Regions from separate parts of the Mus musculus genome. Here region 2 is linked to region 1. A link is a contact called in public HiChIP or PLAC-seq data. All regions are on one chromosome and are shown on one strand. Each heading gives the region's core, a stretch centred on a gene start, on an enhancer-like site or on the middle of the called end of the contact. The rest is flanking DNA. Distances are from core to core; before and after follow the strand shown.

What was found. HiChIP or PLAC-seq counts read pairs in DNA pulled down with a chosen protein or histone mark.
Region 2: an H3K27ac HiChIP or PLAC-seq map of embryonic stem cells shows a contact between it and region 1, with 6 read pairs. The contact joins two enhancer-like sites. A contact is called at or near these places in 1 of 39 promoter capture datasets (embryonic stem cells), 1 of 115 datasets of contacts at active chromatin or transcription factors (embryonic stem cells) and 3 of 9 other capture datasets (adipose tissue, liver and pancreatic islet).

The regions. Positions count from the first base shown.
Region 1 is chr15:81,890,752-81,894,005 of GRCm38.p6, reverse strand. The region is part of intron 2 of Aco2 (aconitase 2, mitochondrial); the gene reads right to left. Among named protein-coding and RNA genes, the nearest start is that of Aco2, 20 kb to the right of the region's middle. Within about 2 kb of position 1,630, at least 64 of the 459 cell types and tissues checked have an H3K27ac peak or open chromatin away from gene starts, as enhancers often do. A contact at or near this core is called in embryonic stem cells, where this site is marked.
Region 2 is chr15:81,995,522-81,998,775 of GRCm38.p6, reverse strand. It overlaps Desi1 (desumoylating isopeptidase 1), which reads left to right. Exons shown (of 6, transcript NM_134095.3): 5 at 544-666. It also overlaps a transcript of Xrcc6 not described here. Among named protein-coding and RNA genes, the nearest start is that of 1700029P11Rik, 17 kb to the right of the region's middle. Within about 2 kb of position 1,570, at least 6 of the 459 cell types and tissues checked have an H3K27ac peak or open chromatin away from gene starts, as enhancers often do. A contact at or near this core is called in embryonic stem cells, where this site is marked.

The DNA.
Region 1 (3,254 bases), core at 381-2,880:
ACACAGAGTCAGCAGCTCAGAGTTTATATCTGACCTTATCACTAAGGCACCAAATTAACAAACTGGCTTCTACCTGCCTTAAAGTACAGGACAGACTAAAGACAAAAGCTCACACTAACAGCATTTCCTTGGTTTTAAGACTTGGCTCAGAGAGCTGGCAAGATGGCTCAGCAGGTAAGAGCACTGACTGTTCTTCTGAAGGTCTTGAGTTCAAATCCCAGCAACCACATGGTGGCTCACAACCACCTGTAAAGAGATCTGATACCCTCTTCTGGTGTGTCTGAAGATAGCTAAAGTGTACTTATGTATAATAATAAATAAATCTTTAAAAAAAAAGAAAAAAAAAAAAAAAAAGACTTGGCTTCAGACTCATGACAGTCTTCCTGTCTCAGGCTCCTGAGTGCTGGGAGCAAAGGCATGTGCTACTGTTGCCAGGCGCTTTGTTTTGTTTTCAAGATAGAGAATGCTCTCTATAGCTTAGGCTAGCCCCCAACTTATGATTCTCATACCTCAGTCTTCTACCTCAGCATTCCTAATGCTGGCATTACATGCCTACATACTATACCTGGCTATTTGTGTGTGTGAATGTGTTGCTGTTTAATTTAAAAATTATTTTTATTTTATGGGCATGTGTGTTTTTGTGCGTATGTGTGCATCATGTGTGCATGTAGAACCCAAAGAGGCCAGAAGAGGAAGTGATATTGGATCTTCTCCTCCTCCTCCTCCTCTTCCTCTTCTTCTTCTTCTTCCTTCTCCTCCTCCTTCTTCTTTGATTTTCAAGACAGGGTTTCTCTGTATAGCTCTGTCTGTCCTGGAACTCACTCTGTGGACCAAGCTGGCCTCGAACTCAGAAATCTGCCTGCCTCTGCCTCCCAAGTGCTGGGATTAAAGGCGTGCTCCACCACCCAAATTGGATCTTCTTAAACTGAAGTTACAAGTGATTGTGAGCTGCTATGTGAGTTCTGGGAACCAAACTTGGGATCTCTAGAAGATCAGCAGTAAGTACTTAACTCTCTCTAGACCCTTTGTCCTGTTTTTTGTTTTGTTTTGTTTTGTTTTTTGGGTCGGGGGTAGAGGGCAGGGGGGCAGGACTAGGAATTTACTTTATAGCCCAGATTGGCTGCAAGCTCAAGAACCAACTATCTTGACTTCATGAGTGTTAGAATTACAGGTACACTAGAATTTGTAGATACCTGCCACCAGCTTGACATCGTTCTCTTATTTTCAAACAGCTTTATTAAGATAGGACACAGTAGCTCTGTGCTCTCAGCATTCAGGAGGCTGAGGTGACAGGACTGACACAGTGTAAGATGAGCCGAACAGTTAAGGCTGGTCAGGGCTACAGAGCAAGACTTTCCCTCCTCAAACAAGCAAAGGCATCCTGAGAGGCCGCTTTACTGAGGTATAATTAGACTGATAAGCCCTGTACAGGGCATATGTTTTGGAACTGGAAGTAGCTCAGATGCAGAGCAGGAGGTGCTAGGACCTTTACTTGGTCCTCATTACCACACACACAAACATCCCGAAACCCACACCCCAAAGCCCTTCCCTGCCCTCTGGTAATAACCCAGCCCATTCCCAGCCTACCATGCTCTCCAGTCTGTGACCAAAGGTCAGTGTTATGTGACTAGAGCCCTAAATCCTGGGATTGTTTATGTGTGTGTGGACATGTGCAAATAGGTATCTGTAGAGGCCAGAGGACTGGCGATCCCCTGGAATCAGAGTCATAGTGGATGGTGCCAGGAATTGAACTTGGGTCTCTCTAGAAGAGAACACTGAGTCATCTCTCCAGTCCCTACTCTTAGGCTTTCATAAGCACTTCATGCATAGAACTCATTTATACTCACAGTGCAGATGAGGAAACTGAGGCTCTGGGAGGAAAGTGAGTTCTCCCAGGTCCCAAAGCTGAGGTACAAAACTAGATGCAAGGATCCAACAGGGTGTGCTGTCTGTGCTCTCATGCTGACTCTACTGCTGACCCAGCATGACTCAGCAGGAAACGTGGACCCTTCCTTCTCCTCTGCCTGCCTGGGCCCATCTACTAATCTCAGTCTCCTAAGCCCTTGAACTAAGAGCTCTTCTCTAAAGTCCTAGATGGCCGGGCGGTGGTGGCACACACCTTTGATCCCAGCACTCGGGAGGCAGAGGCAGGCGGATTTCTGAGTTCGAGCCCAGTCTGGTCTACAAAGTGAGTTCCAGGACAGCCAGGGCTACACAGAAAAACCCTGTCTCGAAAAACCAAAAACCAAAAAAAAAAAAAAAAAAAAAGTCCTAGCTGTTCAGCTCAACTGGTAGTTCTAAGAATCTCTAGGTCTGCTTCATTAGAGAAGCCAGTAAAAGCAGCAAGGCTGGCCCTTTGCAGCAGCATATCCCAGGCAGGTGGGTGGCAGTGACTCACTGTATAGAATATAACCTCTCTTTCTGGGCTCAAGAGAGCTGAAAAATAGCACTAAAACCTTGAAAGAAATGCCTGAAATGCTCTTTAAACAAAGACCAGCCCGACACTGGGCTGCTTAGAAGGCTCAGCAAGTAAAGGCGCTCACCTCCACAATAGGTGACCTCAGTGTGGCCTGAGATGAACACACTCTAATACAGTATATGATGTACAGCTGACAGTGAGCAAAACTAGGGCAGCTTACCAGTACGTCTTCTGATAGAGAGTGACTTCGGATCTCTATCTATATTTATCTGTCCCTCTGTTCTTCTGGGTGGTGTTCTGTTCCTGGAAATGGAGTCTGGCTCTACTGTCAAAGGCTCTGAGAGGAGGAAGAGTCCCCTAGCCGTGCTCTGCCTTCTTTAAAGCTCTTAGACTAGCTTGATCTTCCTTAGGTCTTATGGGTGCAGTTACAGCCGTTGTAAGCTCATGTTTGATCAAGACACATGACATGCATGTTTGAAATTCTCAAACAAGAAAACACATTCTTTAGAATAAAAAACTTCTTAGAAGAGCCTTACCTCTACTTTTTCTCTATGTCATGGTTTTTTAGCCCTGGCACTACCTACACGTGGGCCAGGTGACTCTGCTATAAGGCTGTCCTGTGGCTGTTTAGTGGTGTTGTTAGTTCCTACCCACTACGTAGTAACAACCCTCACTCTGTTTCTAGTAAAGATAACTAAGAAATGTCTTGACGTACTGCTGAGCATCTCCTGAGAGCAAAACCAACTCTCTGAGGACAGCTGCTTGGTTCATGGCGACAACAAGAAAGGGCAGTTTTTCCAGTTACCTGAACCATGCAGATAGTTACCAGAATTCT
Region 2 (3,254 bases), core at 321-2,820, 100 kb before region 1:
ACACACAAAATGAATGTTTTAAAAAAAAAAGATCAAGGAGGGGCTTGAGGGATGGCTTAGAGAATAAGGATATTTGTTGAGAGATTCTTAGAGGATAAGGCTTGGGGATCAGTTCCCTGGACTCACATGGAGACACACAACAGCCTATAACTCCAGTAACAGGAGTTACAGTCTTCTGGCCTTCACAGTCTATAGGCACAAACATGGTACACATACATTTATACATGCTCATCTGCATAAAATAAGTAAATATTTTTTTAAAAACTAGATAGCTTTATTAAGTGTTCACCTCTGATCCTAGTCCCGATGTGAGTGTAGATTCTGGAATTATATAGAAACCATGTGTTTCTGCTTCATCTTTCCCTTGTAAGTCACTGCTCAGAGGTCCAGATCTGCAGACAGCAGTCCTTCTGGAGGGTGTGAGAGGACTGGTCATAGTCCTAACATTAGACTCTGCCCACCTTCCCACTCAACAGTCACAGTCACGCCACATAGATGCTGCTGGCCCTCTCATCTGCTCTTCAAACCTCTCTCCATGTACAGAGGAGAAGCCTACAACCTCTTTGAACACAACTGTAACACCTTTAGCAATGAAGTGGCGCAGTTCCTGACTGGGCGAAAGATCCCTTCTTACATCACCGACCTGCCCTCAGAAGTTCTTTCCACGTGAGTGTGACTACTCTGTTTCTACCCCTGCGAACTCTGAAAAAAATCCCCATCTGAGGCAGTCAGGAGATTCAGACCAGCCTCAGCTCCCTAATGGACTTCCTGAGAAGAGCCTGGGCTCTGTGGGACCCTGTCTCAGAAATAAAAGGAAAGACAGGAAACCCTCAAACTTAGTGCCCCTTCCCTAGGGCAACCGAATCCTCACATCCAGTAGGACCTGTCTGGTGGCAGATTCCACCACAGAAGGCCACCATTGTTCCCAACTACCAGTGTGCACTAGTCTGACCTTCGGCCTCCTTGGAGCTGGGTTTTAGTGCCACCACAGAATTTAGAAACCTACTTGACACTAGTTTTGATATTTACATAAAACCCCAGTATCTAATACACAAAGCCACTTCCCAAAAGTGCTTATCTATAGTTTAGGCTTGGGGAGGTGGCAGAATCCAGAGTAACAGGACAACCCAGTTCCAAACTGTGACTTGTCTCAGTCATCCACACCCTGAGCTCTGATGCCCTCAAAAGACCAGATTCTGCGTGTCCTTGAATTCACAGTTCAAGGAAAGCCCTCAACAGAGGTTTCCTCTGCCCCTGATGGGTCCAACCTTGGGAAGGGCCTGTGGGCCATCTCCCAGATGACATCTCAAGAAAGGACACATACTCCCTTTTCTGATTCTATCAAGCTGCCTCTGCTCACTCTAGGAAATGTAACACTCGTAACACCTCTGGCTTCAACTGAATCGGGTGGGGTCCTGACCAACAGGGGTCCTGACAGATAAACGCCTCATTTCAAAACAAAACAAAAAAAACTACGTAGAAAACAGGGCTGCTCAAGAGCTGGGTCTCCTAGGCCTCAGACTGTCTTCTACCTAATAGATGTTCAAAACCCTGCCTCCAGATCTAGGTCATGAGACTCTGAGCACGATGGAGTAGCCAAAGGCTTTTCCTGTTAGTGGGTGGAGTCTCTGAGCTTGTCTGAGTGGGAGTTGATTTAACCCTTGGAGCAGTTTACGAGGAATTTTATTTCCTTGATTTTAGGGGTGATTTAAATACGGCAGTACCAGCTTCGCACAGTGGTGTGCGCGTAGAGTCCTAGCACTTGTGAGGCCGAGGCAAACAGCGTGACAGTGACTTGAGACAGCATCAGTCTGAGCTACACAGTGAGTTTGAGGCTAGGCTAGGCTACATATTCAGTAAGGAAAGGGGGGCTAGGCTACATAGTAAGGAAAAGGGGGTGGGGTACATATTCAGTAAGGAAAGGGGTGCTGGGGTGCGCTGAGCATAAAGCCTGTTCCCAGAGTGTGTCATGAGCCACTATCTTTTGTGGGCACTTACTTTTTAAGACAGGATCTCACTATGTAGCTAGACTAGCCTAGAGCTCATTTCATAGACTATCCTGACCTCAGACGCACAGATATCAGCATGCACAGCCTCCTGAGTGCCGGGATTAGGACCTAAGGCACAGTAATCTTGAACTCTCCAAACTCCATCTTTACAGTGATTTTCAGCTGGTTATTGTTACAGGGACAAACCACGTGCCCTCTAGAAAATGACATCAACACTTGGCAACTTCGCATGACCAGTTACTCTGAATAGAAGAGTATGTTTTCTGGAAGAATCTTTGTTTGTTTGCTTGTTTTTTTGTTTTTGTTTTTTGAGACACGGTTTTTCTGTGTAGTCCTGGCTGTCCTGGAACTCACTCTGTAGACCAGGCTGGCCTCGAACTCAGAAATCCGTCTGCCTCTGCCTCCCAAGTGCTGGGACTAAAGGCGTGCGCCACCACGTCTGGCTACTGGAAGAATCTTAATTTTGAAATATGCCCACTCCCAGCTTATCATCCTGATTCCTTCGGCTTTATGCCTAGCTTCCTCCTCTCTCCTCAGCTTGTATCTTCTTCAAAAGAATTGTTAGAAAGAAGCTGGGTGTTTTGGTACATGCCTGAAATCCCAGCACTTGGGAAGTAGAGACCAGAGGATCAGGAATTCAGGGCCAGCCTCGACTACATGAGACGTGTCTTAAAGCTATCCCTTCATCTAAGGATACAAATACAGCAGTCTGTACAGAAAGCTCTAGTCCCCTCTGGGCGGCCAGCCTGTTCAACGGCAACTCAGCAGGCCTTGCAGGGTCAGTAAGAAGATGGTAGGGCCACACAGAGAAGGGGGCCTGGGAGTAAATCCATAGGGCGAGCTACTTGGAAGATGGTTAGTGAGCTTTCTGCTCCTGGAGCACAAACCTGGGATACTCAGCTCATAAAGAGGAAGACTTTACATTGGCAGTCCATGGTCACCTAACACTGTCACCTTTGAACCTGTGATAAAGAAACTCATCATGGTGGGAGCACATGGTAGAGTAGAGCTGCAAAGAGGAGGAAAAAGGACTAAGTTTCCATTGTTTCCTTCAAGGGCATGTAGTCAGTGACACAACAGGCCCCACCCCTTAAAATGTTTCACAGGCAGAGAACCAGTATTTAACACATGGACCTTGGCTAGGGAACACTTACCAAATCATAACCCTCTTACGAAAACCATCTGAACTGTGGTAGTAGATGCTGATTAGCACGAGGAAACTCACAACAGGCCAAGTAAGAAACT